2 separate regions of the Mus musculus genome follow, and region 2 is linked to region 1. Evidence: chromatin contacts called from public HiChIP or PLAC-seq data. All regions are on one chromosome and are shown on one strand. Each heading gives the region's core, a stretch centred on a gene start, on an enhancer-like site or on the middle of the called end of the contact. The rest is flanking DNA. Distances are from core to core; before and after follow the strand shown. Region 1 has its middle 42 kb from the start of S1pr1. Region 2 has its middle 49 kb from the start of A930005H10Rik.

Region 1 (7,116 bases), core at 3,760-6,259:
AGGTACAGTTTTGTTTATGATATCATAAGCTTAAAAAATCTGGTTGAAGGTCTTCTCTTTGGTTTTTGTTTGTTTGTTGTTTTGTTTGTTTGTTTTTGAGGAAAGGAGTGGTTGAGACAGGGCCTCCCTATGTCACCTTTGCTCTCCCAGAACTTTCCATATAGACCATGCTGGCCTGGAATTCAGAGATTCATCAACATCTGCTTCTTCATTCTCCTCCATGCTGAGATTAAAGGCATTTGCCACCACCCAGGCTGGTTGAAGTGCTTCTAACCATTACACTCATTCTAATGCCAAAGAAGTCACACTAGAATCTTTAACCGCAGCTTATAGATGCTGCTTTGTCATCCTTGAACTCTGGTGGATATTTCCTAGAGGTTAGTTTCAGGTTAAAACAGCTGTAATAGCCATAAGTGGTGGTGTAGACCCATAGCCCAGCACTCTGAGATGCAAAGGCAGGAGCATGTCGGTGAAGTCAGACTGGGTTACAAGAGGCTCTGTCTCAAAAGAAACAAACAGCTTTAAAATAGTTTGCACAGTGTTGAAGACCTGAGTTAAATCCCCAGGACCCACATAGTGGAAGGAAAAAAACCGACTCCCACAGGTTTTCTTCTGTCCTCCACAATTGGCGTGCGCACACGCCACACACAAAATAATAACATAATTTGTAATTCACAAGGGAATTACTTTTATTAATTACTATTCTTGTTGTTATTGTTGTTGTGGCTGCTGCTTTTCAGAGACAGGTTTTCTCTATGTATAGCTTTGGTTATCCTGGAACTCACTCTGGCTGGCCTTAAACTCACAGAAATCCATCTGCATCTGCCTTTCCCAGCACTAGCTGGGATCAAAGACGTGTGCCATCACCTCCTGGCCTGCATTTTTATTTTTAATTTTATCTTTTTGCATGAAGTTTTCTTCTGTATATGTGTAAAAAAATGAATATGTCATTAATTGTGGAAAGAAACCCAAATGTGTAAGGAAGAACAGTTTTTTAAAACCTTTAAAAGGCTCACAGGAAGCCGCATCACCAGAACAAGCCCCGCCCTTCCAGGTTCTGTTTACTCTTTCTGCTTTCGCTGTTGATTGGGTTACACTGACTTTCCACTCCTCCACTGAGCGCTATGTTCTAAGCAATGCTAGGAAATTCAGTCTATACACAAAATAGCGAGTCCTCAGTTTTCCTATCAGAAATTGTTTAAGACACATAAAGCATTCGTGGAGATGGGGTGGAAAAGCGTTGTGTGGGAGCGCTAAGGGATGGACTCAGGTGGTGAGAGATCACAGAGCAGTGCAGGTCCTCTGTGGCCACCTGCATTTTCTCCTAGGATCTTTGTGATAGTTGGTGTGACAGAGACAGCCAGGATATCTCTTTGAAGTATTTAAAAAAAAAAAAAAAAAAAAAAACAACTGATACTAACTATATCATTATCTTGATCTAACTGGTATTTAAACAGTTGCTCAGCTGTCATCCCTCCATGATACTAAGCTCTTTTGTTTCTTAACTACAACCTGTGAGGGAACCCTGTGAGGAAATCTCAAGAAGTCATTTCTCAATTTTCTTTCTTTTAATCTCTTTGTTTACAAACAAAATTAATATTAAAGTTTCTCAGGGGAAAAAAATCAGTACTACTCACACACTATTTTATAAGCCAAGGACAGGTACAGATATTGATCTGTAAACTAAATTTATCTCACTATAGCTCTTTTCCACATTGAAGTTTTGAAGGATCCCAGCACATTTTGCCAGGAGATGAGAGGTTTTGCATGCTGATACACAAATTCAGGGGGTACACCAAAACTTGTACTGAGGCTTAGATTTTTCCTAATTCTCTGGAAATTTTTATTAGATATTAAGACAACACACATTGAAAAAAAACCTTAAACATTGTTCTAAGTATAAAAATAAGATGAAACATTTGGCAAAAGAAAGAAAACTTGAGTTATAACCCCACAAAACTCCCAGCTGCCTTAAGATTCCTGGCCAAGCCAAGACCAAGATGAAGGGATTCTGTCCTTGCTATGTGATGTGATACACAGGAGTTAATATGGATAAAAATTATGGTTAATGAAAGGGAGGTGTGCAAATGTACTCTTTGTATCATCACTAAATGCCAAATAGTTGAGGCTTTTCATCTACTGTGAGTTAACCACAAGATACACTGTACTATATCCTGTGGGACCAAGACATTAAAATGCCCCCTCCCCAGACTGTGCTCATTAACAGGACTAACAAGTTTGCATAATAAATATGTACATATAGGTTATGATATTTGCTTCTTTCTTTCTATTCCTTTTCTCTCCTTCCTTTTCTTCTCCCTCTCTCTTTACAGTGTTAGGGATCATAACCAAGGCATTGACTATGTATGTGTGCAGGACAAAAACTCCACAGCTGACCTGTAGTCACAGCCCCCAGGTTTGCATATTCACAGGCATGACTGAATAGTGACATTATTAAAACCATCTTTGGTTTCCACCCTTTCTAGAGATAAGATGGTAATGTGAAAGCAATTGTTGTCAATACATACAGCCAAGAGTAATTTAGGAAAGGGGGGGGGAAGTGTGTGTGTGAGAGGGGCAGGGGAGGGGGAGGGAGGAGGGAGAGGGAGTGGGGGAAGGGGAGGGGAGAGGAAGGGGAAGGGGAGGGGGAAGGGGAGGGGGAAGGGGAGAGGGAGAGGGAGAGGGGAAAAGGGAGGGAGGGGGAGAGGGAGGGGGAGGGGGAGGGGGAGAGACTATGAGGGGATCACATGTGTGTGATGAGGAGTCAGCACCCATGTTATCTGGTTATTTCAGAGCACTAAGAATATTACCTCGTGTTCTCTACCATCTATTTTTTCTTTTTAAACTTTTTACAATTAATTTGTTTTGAGAAAGGGTTTTGCTATGTACCTCAGGCCAGTCTTAACCTCCCAACCCTCCTGCCTCAGCCTTGCTGGTGCTGGGCTCACAAGCCTGTGGTGCCACCCATGGCTCTGGCTTTTGCACATCGATCTAGCCACTCTTTGGCATCTACTCTTCTTCCTAGGTTATTTAGGCACAGATTTCAGTGAGAGGAGAGTCTCCTATCAAATATCTTGTGTTCCCTTAAAAATAGGACTTGTCAGAAAGTGTCTGTCACAGGTCGCTTATCAGAGGTTTATAATGATAAAAGAAAGTTGATTTGGTTGCAAAATCAAAGTTTTATTTAGCCCAATATACAATGAATATATATACTTGAAAAATTGATATCTTAGTTTAGGTTTTACTGCTGTGAAAAGACACCATGGCCAAGGCAACTCTTATAAAGATAACATTTCATTGGGGCTGGCTTGCAGTCCCCAATGATAAAGGATAATGGATAATGGATATCCAGTCCATTATCATCAAAGGGGGAGCTTGGCAGCATCCAGGCAGATGTGAGGCTGGAGGAGATGAGAGTCCTACATCTCCATCCAAAGCCTGACAAGAGAATACTGGCTTCCAAGCAGCTAGGAGGAGAGTCTTAAAGCCGATGCCCACAGTGACATACCTACTCCAACAAGACCACACCTCTTAACAGTATACTACTCCCAGGGCCAAGCATAGGCCAACCATCACAGTTGAGGAGTTGGAACTGGAAAGATGGCTAAACATTCATACTACTTTTATAGAGGACCCAAGTCATAGCACCCATGGAGCAGTCCTACTTGTCATTTCAGTTTCAACAGATCCAATCCCTCTTTCTGGCCTCTCCAGACCTCTCCATGCACATGATACATGTGAGCTAACACACGCACACACACACACACAAATAAATAAACCCGTGTTTGAAAGTAGGGGAACACCTTTTTACTATTTGCATTAGTAATATATAACATGTAACACAAGCAAGATTTCTCGTGCGTAATGTTTGATAACATAAAATATCACACAACAAAACACTTGACATCTGTTTTTTAAAAGTATTACGTTGGAAAGAAGACGGTGATGTGGAATAGCACACAATGCGTGCTTACACTCTTATAAATTCCACGCAGTGCAAAGCTGTCTGGAGAGACACAGAGAGGGTGAAGCCTTTGCCACGGGAGAGAAAAGGGAAGCAAGAGACAAAGGCGTGACAAGGGGGACACAGAAAATCCTCTGGGGTGTCGGAAATACGTGTCATCTTGACTCTTGCTGATGGTCGCAAAGATGTGTGCATGCATTAAAACTTACCAACATGTACATTTTGAATATGTACAGGTTGTAAAATGATGGTTATACTCAATAAACCCTTACAGAGCTCTCGTCTTGATGGGTTACCTCACAATTCTTCATATACACTGTGCTAGTATAATGACTGCGCCCACATCTACCTTGGACTTAAGGTAACACATCAAAACTAAGAAACAGGACTATAGCTGTGTAAGCCATGGGGTGGGTTCAGTATCTGGGGGAGGGGGAGGGTGAGTCCATCTTTTGATGTGTAGAGGTCAAGAGCCCAGTGACTTTATCTTAATCTTTTCCACTAGCACTCATCAGTTTGCCTTTTATCATCACAGAAGTCACTTTCACAACTCTCCCTCCCGGGATATCTTGAAAAGCTGGAGCTACGTAATTCTAGAACGTTATCTCGCAGGACTGTAGCTGCATAAGCCATGGTGTGGGTTCAGCAGCTTCGGTTGGTAAGGAGGAAAGGATGAAAAGCAATGTTCTGAAGACATAAGAAGTTGGGCATCTTAATTCTTATCATTAGTATCTAGAAGAAGAGAATCACTTGTTAGTACATATTAATTGTATAAAATGGGTTTGTAGTAATGTTTTCAGACAGGCATATATACACTACAGCTACCCTGAAAAAATACATTTGGAAAAGCTTGGGGTTTAGATCTCAAGGCAGGCCCTCTATTCGATCCACACTACAGCCACACACGGAGGCTTCCTTCTCTGGTCAATGCTTTAATATAGAACCTTATCGTCACTGTGGTCTGCCCATTGCTTCTCAGCTCCGCCCCTGTCTACCTCAGCCACTCAGTACCTTTCACTATCTGACTCATCGAGGGTTTTCATGCTGTAAAGCACTCCAGGAAGCAGATTCAGGCAGAGTTTGGCTTTCCAGATGTTTACCAGGGAGCGGTGCTAGGGTCAACACCCATGCAAAGGAGGGGGCCTACTCAGGATTGAGAAGAGGGAGAAAGCCAAATGAAATGCAAGCCAACCATTCAGGGTGCTGTGAAACTTGAAACAACACACAGCGGGCGTCCTGCTGCCGGGGTTGAGAGGTGGGGGGTGAGGGACGGGTGTGACCTTGGCTTGCTTGTGGGAGGAAGGGTGTGACCTTGATCTGGAAGTGGGGGAGAAAGGTGTAATGTAATGAGGCTTCTGAGCAGTTGAGCCAGTGTCTGAGAGTGCCGCCAGTGGGTACCGGCAGCAGCAGGTCCCTCGAGAGATTTAAACTGAGCTGGCCTCTGGACCAGGTCAAGCTCCCCATATTCCATCATTCACACTTCTCAGTATACCTTTTTCCTAACAAAAATAACTCCACGAGGTTGGAGGTTGTAATGCCTGCTGCAGCGTTCACCCCGTTTCTCTAATGCCTCCTGCTGACATCAAACACAATCTGATAGTCTGATTGATGATTGAAAGATGGGGAACCAAGTTTAGAGTCCACTGTGAAGAGCAGAGTTTCTTAGCAGAAGTTTGCTTTGGTGTGTGTCAGAGTTTGTGACGCTGGGATGGCAAGGCAGTCTTCAGGTTCCAAAACTACCAGCCTAGTAGGTCAGTCTCAGCTCTATACCTCAAGGAAGGGTTCTTGAGACTCTGCCCCACCCCCTGAGTATTCATACGCTGTGAATGGCATGTAAATGAGAGAGACATTTCTTCAGTGGTTTAGCCACTAGTAAGGTGTCTATGCTTCTGCAAGTGTCCCAGATGAAACTTATTTGTGTTTTTTCCCTGCCCCCTCCCCCTACACATACCACATCTACAAACAGAAAAAAAATAGAAGCAAGGACTAGGTGGGAAGAAGGGGATCATGAAGGGTTAATATAATCAAAATATATTCTATGCAGAGATGAGCACAAAGATGCCACAATGAAGCCCACTATTATATAATTAACATATGCTAATTGTTTAAATGAGACTGCCCTCCTCCTACAAGCTATATATGTGTGTGGTTGGCCCCCAGTTGGTGAAACAGTTGAGAAGGATGGGTGTGGCCTTTTTGGAGGAGGTGGGACACTGTGCAGACAGTGAGGTTTCAAAAGTCCACACCATTCTAGTGAGCTCTCTCTCTCTCTCTCTCTCTCTCTCTCTCTCTCTCTCTCTCTCTCTCTGTCTCTCTCCCACTCATGCTGTGATCGGATGTAAGCTCTTAGCTACTGTTCCAGCACCACGCCTACCTGCCTGCCGCTATGCTCACCATGATGGTCATGGACTTACCCTCCAGAACTGTAAGCCACAATAAACTCTCTTATACATTGCTTTGGTCACAGTGCTTTGTCAAAGCCGTAGTCACAGTGGTAGAAAAATAACCAAAACACTAATGAACACCTTTCTAAGTACCTCAAACTAGTCATCTCAGTTAAAAAAAATAAAATAAATCAGAGCCTTGTTTGATTTTTGACACTTTGCAGTTTAATATTGGTTTTAGTTTGCAGTTTATTTTACAGTTTTATGAATAGATGAGGACAAACAGTACTGCCCTCTCATTGTTCAAGGTCTTCCAAGGGTTTAAATGAGCCCTTTCCTACACTCTCCACTACATGACCCTGAGTTTACAGTTCAGCCCTATGATCCACTGTGCCTTATAAGCACCTGCAGTGGAGAAGAGTACACACATACCTGCGGCTGACATGTGTGTACACATTAGGAAACTCCTACATGAATAGGAATGGCTCACTGCCTACAGACTTTCCTCCTGAACAAAGCCTTTCCTTAATTTTTTTCCTTGCTTCTGCTGACTTTCCAATTTCATCACATGCTGTGCACATTTTTATCTCGTTGCTCTAAACCCAAAAACATGTCTCTCAGTTAGACCATAAGCTTTGAGGGAGTAGATCTCATTCATCTCTTCTATGTTGCAAGTCCAGATTGCCCAGTAAAGGTTTTATGACTTTAATTAGAATAAAAACAGAGCAACTCTCTTTACAAAGACAAAAATGAAAGACTTTAGACCAT
Region 2 (6,814 bases), core at 1,450-3,949, 80 kb after region 1:
ACACTGAGACATGAAATGCTTGACAATGCCAAAGTCCAGACTGCAACCAGATCTCTGGGCACAGTAGCCAGCATCTGAATACACACACAGTCCACAAAGCCATTCCCCAACATTGAGGTGGATTGCACTTCAACTGTCAGGGATTTACATGATACTTAGATGAGACTTTTGACTTAGACTAGCAGTCATGTCCAGGCTTTCCACAATACAACACCATCATCCACAATTTCATGCTTGAGAGTTACACAGTCAAGTTTTTAAAATTACTTTTTATTCAGTGCTGAGGCTGAGGTCCAGGGCCTTGTGTATTGTAGGCAAGGGCTCCACCACTGAGCCAAATCCCCAGCTCCAAAATCTCAAGGTGCTTTACGGAAGTTTAGGACTTTGTTTTGGGCTGTGTTCAGTTCTGTCCTCAGCCACATGCAAACTGGTGCTAAAGCCAATGACAAGAAGAAGGCATAGCTATTCATTTCAGACACATTATACATCAAAGCAAAGAAAGTTATCAAGGATCAGACAATAAAGGGACTGGTTCTCCAAGAAGAAATAATAATACTTAACATATATGTGCCTGACGACAGACACCAAAATATGTCAGACCAACCTAGAAGGAAGAATGAGGAAGAATAGAAAAATTCATCATTATAGGTAAAACTTTGACACTTTTCTGTCAGAAATTCACAAGTTTGGTGGGCAGAAAGTCAGAAGAAAACTCAGTGAAAATAAATCTACTAGATATACTTATACCAGTGGATTAATCTGCCAGAACTACACACTGCACATTATTTTTCAAGCTCATTGGGAACTTTTATCAAGACAGATAATACTCTGGGCTATCAAATACTCCTAGAAAGGAAACAATAAAGGCTCTGCTACCAAGCACAATGGAACTAATGGATTAACCAATAACCAGAAAAAAAAAAACCCTGAAGAATGTCCAGATGAGGTATAAGCAGCATACTTATAGATAACAGCACTTATAGACAACAAATGAGTCAAAGGACAAAACCCAAGGAAAAAAATTAAGTGTTTAAAAAAAATAACTGAATAACAGCAAAAAGTCGCTTCATCAAAATTTGTGGGATGTGGAAAGCCTGTGTTTTGAGAAAAGCTGATAGCAGCAATAATAAATAGAAACAAAGTCATCCACTTCTACAGAAAGAGCAGAACAAGTTAAATCCCAAGGAAGCGAAAAGAAAAATAGCAAAGCCAGAGCAGAAGGACCAATGAGCTTACCCCTGAAAGGGAAACCAATAGCGACAGCGATAAGCCCAACTTCGGTCTTCTGACAATATTAGTATAGTCAGAAATGCAAAAGAGAATATTGCCATAGATCTATGAATGTAAATGGGATTGAGATAGATGATTGTGAACAATTTTGTCACTGCTTGGATAGTATAAACTAACTGAACCAGTTTCTTAACAGCAATCTGCCAAATGTCATAAGAAGAAGTGGACTATCTAACCAGGCCTGGATATATTCAAGGAAATGCGTTTGATCATCAGTAACTGCCTATTATAGACAGGTTCACACTGATCAAATATTTAAGGAAGAAATTTCTAATTTCTAATTTCTTTCTTAACAATCCAATGATAAATGCATGGGCATTTGTATTGAGAGTTCACTAATCATTTTCATTGTCTGTGAAATTACTCTCATGGTGGTGCATTGGAAACAATATATCTCATAGAGACATGTACTTGTGCATCCAACCATCCTTGTTAGTCGCCTTTAAGCCAAATAGCTATTGGGCATGAGGCTGTACGCTTTTGTAGACAACTCCTTTACACTTTGGCCTTCTGTGGTTAATAGAAGGAACCATTTTCATCAAACTAGGGAGTCATTTTTCTCCATTCATTTAATAAATACACACTGTGCTATAAACCAGTTTCTAAATATTTCTCAGAAAATAAGTACTGAGGTTGCTGCACACTGAGGTAGAAATTGTGTTTCCTAAATGATTTCTGCTTTCTCTTCTTCCTCTGCAAAAGAAGGTAGAAAGACAGAAAGATGATATGTCTGGTCACCCATAAGAGTCATGGGTGAAAGGTTACTGAGAAAACTAGCATAACAAATTAGTTTAGCTAGAAGTGGTCAATGAGAGGCTTCTAAAAAGAAAAAAAAAAAAAAAAGACCCAGGGGACACTGCCTGTTTGCATACCTGCCCTCAAGAAAGTTTCACAGCAGGTGTTTAAGTGCGCTTTCACAAAAAGGGTCTGAAAGTCCTGTTCAGATTCTTCTTGCTTTGTGTGTGTGTGTGTGGGGGGGTGTGTGTGTGTGGGTGTGGGTGTGTATGTGTGTGTGATTGTAGCATTCCTATGTCCAGGGCCTGGGGCAGGACTGAGATGAGGAGTTGTGGTTTCTATGACTCACTTTAGGGAAGAATTCTGGTTTCTATGACTTGCTTCCCAGGAGCAAAGTGGGTGAGGCAGGAGGACAGGGAAAGGTCATAGAGGGACTTTGTTTCTCAGAATGTTTAATCTCCTGTCCTCAAACTGTCAAAATACCATACTTTGGGGTATTATTTTCTGAAACTCAATAAAGTTTAATTCTTATTTGAGAAACAATGTATCCAGCCCCAGATAATGAATCAGGATTAGTGTAACCCCAAAGTTTCCAAACTGTGCACTCATTCCCCAGGGGGTCAAAAGTAAACTCACTTGGGGTGATGTTGTCATGACTTATTTCAAAATGTCGAGGGAAACAGAGAGACTCAGTGGCACGCACACACTGCCATCGTGGTGGCAGTTTCCCCCTAAGATCATGCATTCCTGGGCTATGTCAGTCATATCGATGCAAAGCTGGGCTGTCCATTCCTGCTGTGACAAAGAGCAAGGACCACTGGAAATGAGAATGGCATTATCTGGTGTGATTCCAAGATTCCAGAATTACAGAAGGCACAACAGATATCAATCCTTGGTTATCTATTGGTTGACTGGTCCATTGCTCTACAGATATCCGTATCGCACACTAACATTGTAGCTATTTTTAAATGACGAATAAGTACCATCAGGACTTTAACATCACTTGTGTTTTAGATGGCTCTCGGGCTGAACATTAAACTCCTGTGGGGCTTCATTGAGATCAGGAAAACCATTCTGAGTTCCCAGTGGAGCTTGAGCAAAGGAGTCTGAGGTTCTAGTGAAGCCACACAGTCCTCCTCTCTCCCTTTTCTCCATGCAGCTCTGCACAATCAAGATCCAATTGTGGAAAAGTGGGATCTGCTGGGTGGGGCTGAAGAGAAGGCTTTGCTTACCTGACAGAGGACAGCCACAGCCAGCACTACTAACCTCCTCCAATAGCCCACTCCATTAGTACAGGAGTCCCCCAAGTGTCAGGTAAAGACTAATCAGTAGACGATGCTCCAGTCAAGGGTAGGCGAAGAGGATAGATGTGTCAAGGTTTGAGGTACCACTTTTAAAAGGTTTGAGTACTGCCTCTACTTCTATCCTAGCATTTGAAATGTAAATGAAGAAAATATCAAAATAAAAAAATCTAAAATAAAAAAGTCTGAATTAAACAATGATAATATCAGAAGGATAAGAATGTCAGATATCCTTGTTTTTAACTACATTCACTGAGGTCTTAAAAATATCTTTGCTATTATTCTATATCTATATTTCATATATTAAAATGATAAATTTTATCTATCATAAATGATAAATATTCTTTAGAAATTCTTTTACATTATTCAAAAGTAGAACAAAACCATAATTTTTGGAACAAAGTTGGAGCTTACTAAGAAAAAGTTTTAACGTGGGCATCAATGGAGAGAAAGACCTATGATGAGGGAAAGGCTAGCACATATCCAAGAAATGGGTATGGATTTTTCTAGAGAGAAAGTCATACTTAAGGGACTTAACGATAGCATGTATATGATTTATGTGGCCTCTAAAACTATAGTCTTCAAAGGGTTTCTACAGAACTTATTTTCCTAGTTTGCTGTTTTTCGTGTGTGTGTTTGTGTGTGTTTTGTTTGGTTTTTGCGTTTTATTTTGTAAATGTAATCATAGGGCTGTTCCTACACTGGTATAGTGGTTTGAATAGGTATGGCTCCCATAGACTCATATGTTTGAATGCTTGCCCCTAGGGAGCTGCACTGTTAGGAGGTGTGGCTTTGTTGGAGGAGGTGTGTCATTATGGGGGCAGACTTTGAGGTCTTCTATGCTCAAGCTATGCCCACTGTGGCAAACAGTCCCCTTCTGTTGCCTGCAAGTCAAGATGTAGAACTCTCAATTCCTTCTCCAGCACCATGTCTGCCTGGATGCTACCATGCTTCCCGTCATGATGATAATGGGCTAAACCTCTAAAAGTGAAAAACAGTACCAATTAAATGTTTTCCTTTATAAGAGTCCCTAGGTCATGATGTCTCTTAATTCACAGCAATAAAGTCCTAACTAAAACAACTGGGTAGGAGTACAGGCTAATAAAACAAACCATAGGTCAAAAGGGTTGAATTAAACAGGTTCACAAGGGAGTTAAAGCATGAACTGAATATAAACAAAGTCTACAATCTTGTCTGTGAGGGCCTCAAAAAGTTACAGCTTTAGAGCTGAAAAGCAGAAAATTAAACACAAAGGATTTAAGCATTGTTAATTGCTATTTTAGCATTGTTCCATAGACTATGATAAGAAACATGTCTTTATGCACACAATCTTCACAGCAAAGTTTGTTAGTTTTTATTGAGGTTCTTGACCTTCAAAAGGCAAGTGACTTCAGCCAGCCAGACTCAGGAAAAAGGGACTCATTTACTACCAAGTGCTTCTTTAGTTTTCCCTCTGATACTTTGATCCTTTAATGGTAAAAGTTGATAATACCCAAAGATCCATTTTAAAACCTTATCACTGGTGAAATACAGATATACCCTGCATACCCATGGATTCAAAGTCTTGACTTGTCTGATCTAATGGGAGCATGAGACATTCTAGGCTTGGATACTGTGATGGTTTGTATATTCTTGGACCAGGGAGTGGCACCATTTGGAGGTGTGGCCGTGTTGGAATAGGTGTGACCTGGTTGGAGTAGGTGTGTCACTGTGGGTGTGGGCATAAGATCCTCACCCTAGTTGCCTGGAAGTCAGTCAGTCTTCCACTAGCAGCTTTCAGATGAAGATGTAGAACTCTCAGCTCTGTCTGCACCATGCCTGCTGGATGCTGCCCTGCTCCCACCTTGATGATAATGAACTGAACCTCTAAACCTGTAAGCCAGCCCCAATTAAATGTTGTTTTTTATAAGACTTGCCTTGGTCATGGTGTCTGTTCACAGCAGTAAAACCCTAACTAAGACAGATACAAAGGGATCATCATTCCAGAGGAATCTGTGTGATGGTTTGTATATGCTTGGCCCAGGAATTGGCGCTATCAGGAGGTGTAGCCTTGTTGGAGTAGGTGTGTCACTGTGGGTGTGGGCTTAAGCCCCTTACTCTAGCTGCATGAAAGTCAGTCTTCCACTAGCAGCCTTCAGATGAAGATGTAGAACTCTCAGCTCTGCCTACATCATGCCTGTCTAGATGCTGCCATGCTCCTACCTTGATGCCTCTGAACCTGTAAGCCAGCCCCAATTCAATGCTGTCCTTTATAAGACTTTCCATGGTTATGATGTCTCTTCACAGCAGTAAAACCCTAACTAAGACAATCTGGAATTCAGGAGTTCTATTCGCACCAACAGTAAGAGTATAATAGATTGTCCTGTCTAATCCTAAAACTAGCATGAAAATATATCAGGGCCTATTTTTCTTCTATGAGGTGCCTGAGCGTGATGGTATGAAGAAAACATTACAGTTTAAGGCAAAATCATAGATTTAATTTGGACATGCAAATTTTGGATGACTGAAGACAGACTGGTCCAGTTGTCAAATAAATACAGTCCTCTAATAATGACACAGGTTCCTCATAGTACTGTTGTCAGCTTATCAAGGACATCAAATGAGAGGATGTCAGCTTTTCTCCTTACTTTAACTTTTGGGTTTAGAAGCAAGACACTTTGGGCTATAGACACACACACACACACACACACACACACACACACACACACACATGGGCGGTTACATACAGAAACTGTTGTAAAATACAAAACTACCTAAAAACTAAAAACAAAAACTATTTTTAAAAAAGGAATTCAGTTGTAAAATAGATTTTTTTAAAAATCTAGTGTGCAATTATAGACACCAAATATATATTAACATGGTCTAAAAGAAAACAATGAAGTAATTTAAAGTATAACATGAGGTTATAATTACTGGAAGATTTATAAATGATACCTTTCTCTTCTTTAAAGAAAAAATGTTAAGCTTTTTATCTGTTCTAAGGTGTAAACAATATTATCTTCAGGTACTCTTCAGTCTTCCAAATCATCCCAGACAAGCCCCCCAAAAGTACAGCCAGAGCTGGAGCGCTCTGGCTCTGTAGCATCTTGAAGAGTCCTTTTCAGAGGTCTCCTCTCAAGTGAAACTGAGATTAATGACTTTGTCAGAGAAAAGAAATTCAAGATGATTTCATATGATGCAAACTTGGAGTGTATTGAGAAATATTTTAACACAGTTTTAAGGAAAGGGGGTGGGAAAGGAAGAGGGAAAAGAGGAAGGAAAGGAGAGAGAGAGAGAGAGAGAGAGAGAACTCTAATTCACAGTATGTCCCCTCTGCAAATGACAAGTCTCATTAGACCTGGCCAGTTGCTATGATGAGAAAGAGCACTGGAGTAGAACTGTAGTTGTTGTTCGGTGTGAGTGAGTGAGTGAGTGAGTGAGTGAGTGAGTGAGCGAAGGCCTCTCTTCATCAGGAGTAGACTATGAAAAACTGATTACCTTTAATGCTG

Evidence for each region. HiChIP or PLAC-seq counts read pairs in DNA pulled down with a chosen protein or histone mark.
Region 2: an HNF4G HiChIP or PLAC-seq map of pancreatic cancer cells shows a contact between it and region 1. The contact joins two enhancer-like sites. A contact is called at or near these places in 1 of 15 datasets of contacts at CTCF or cohesin (CD8 T cells), 1 of 484 Hi-C or Micro-C datasets (embryonic somatosensory cortex) and 3 of 115 datasets of contacts at active chromatin or transcription factors (CD8 T cells, liver and pancreatic cancer cells).

What each region holds. Positions count from the first base shown.
Region 1 is chr3:115,753,587-115,760,702 of GRCm38.p6, forward strand. No RefSeq gene overlaps it. Among named protein-coding and RNA genes, the nearest start is that of S1pr1, 42 kb to the left of the region's middle. Within about 2 kb of position 5,010, at least 74 of the 459 cell types and tissues checked have an H3K27ac peak or open chromatin away from gene starts, as enhancers often do. A contact at or near this core is called in pancreatic cancer cells, where this site is marked.
Region 2 is chr3:115,835,667-115,842,480 of GRCm38.p6, forward strand. No RefSeq gene overlaps it. Among named protein-coding and RNA genes, the nearest start is that of A930005H10Rik, 49 kb to the right of the region's middle. Within about 2 kb of position 2,700, at least 41 of the 459 cell types and tissues checked have an H3K27ac peak or open chromatin away from gene starts, as enhancers often do. A contact at or near this core is called in pancreatic cancer cells, where this site is marked.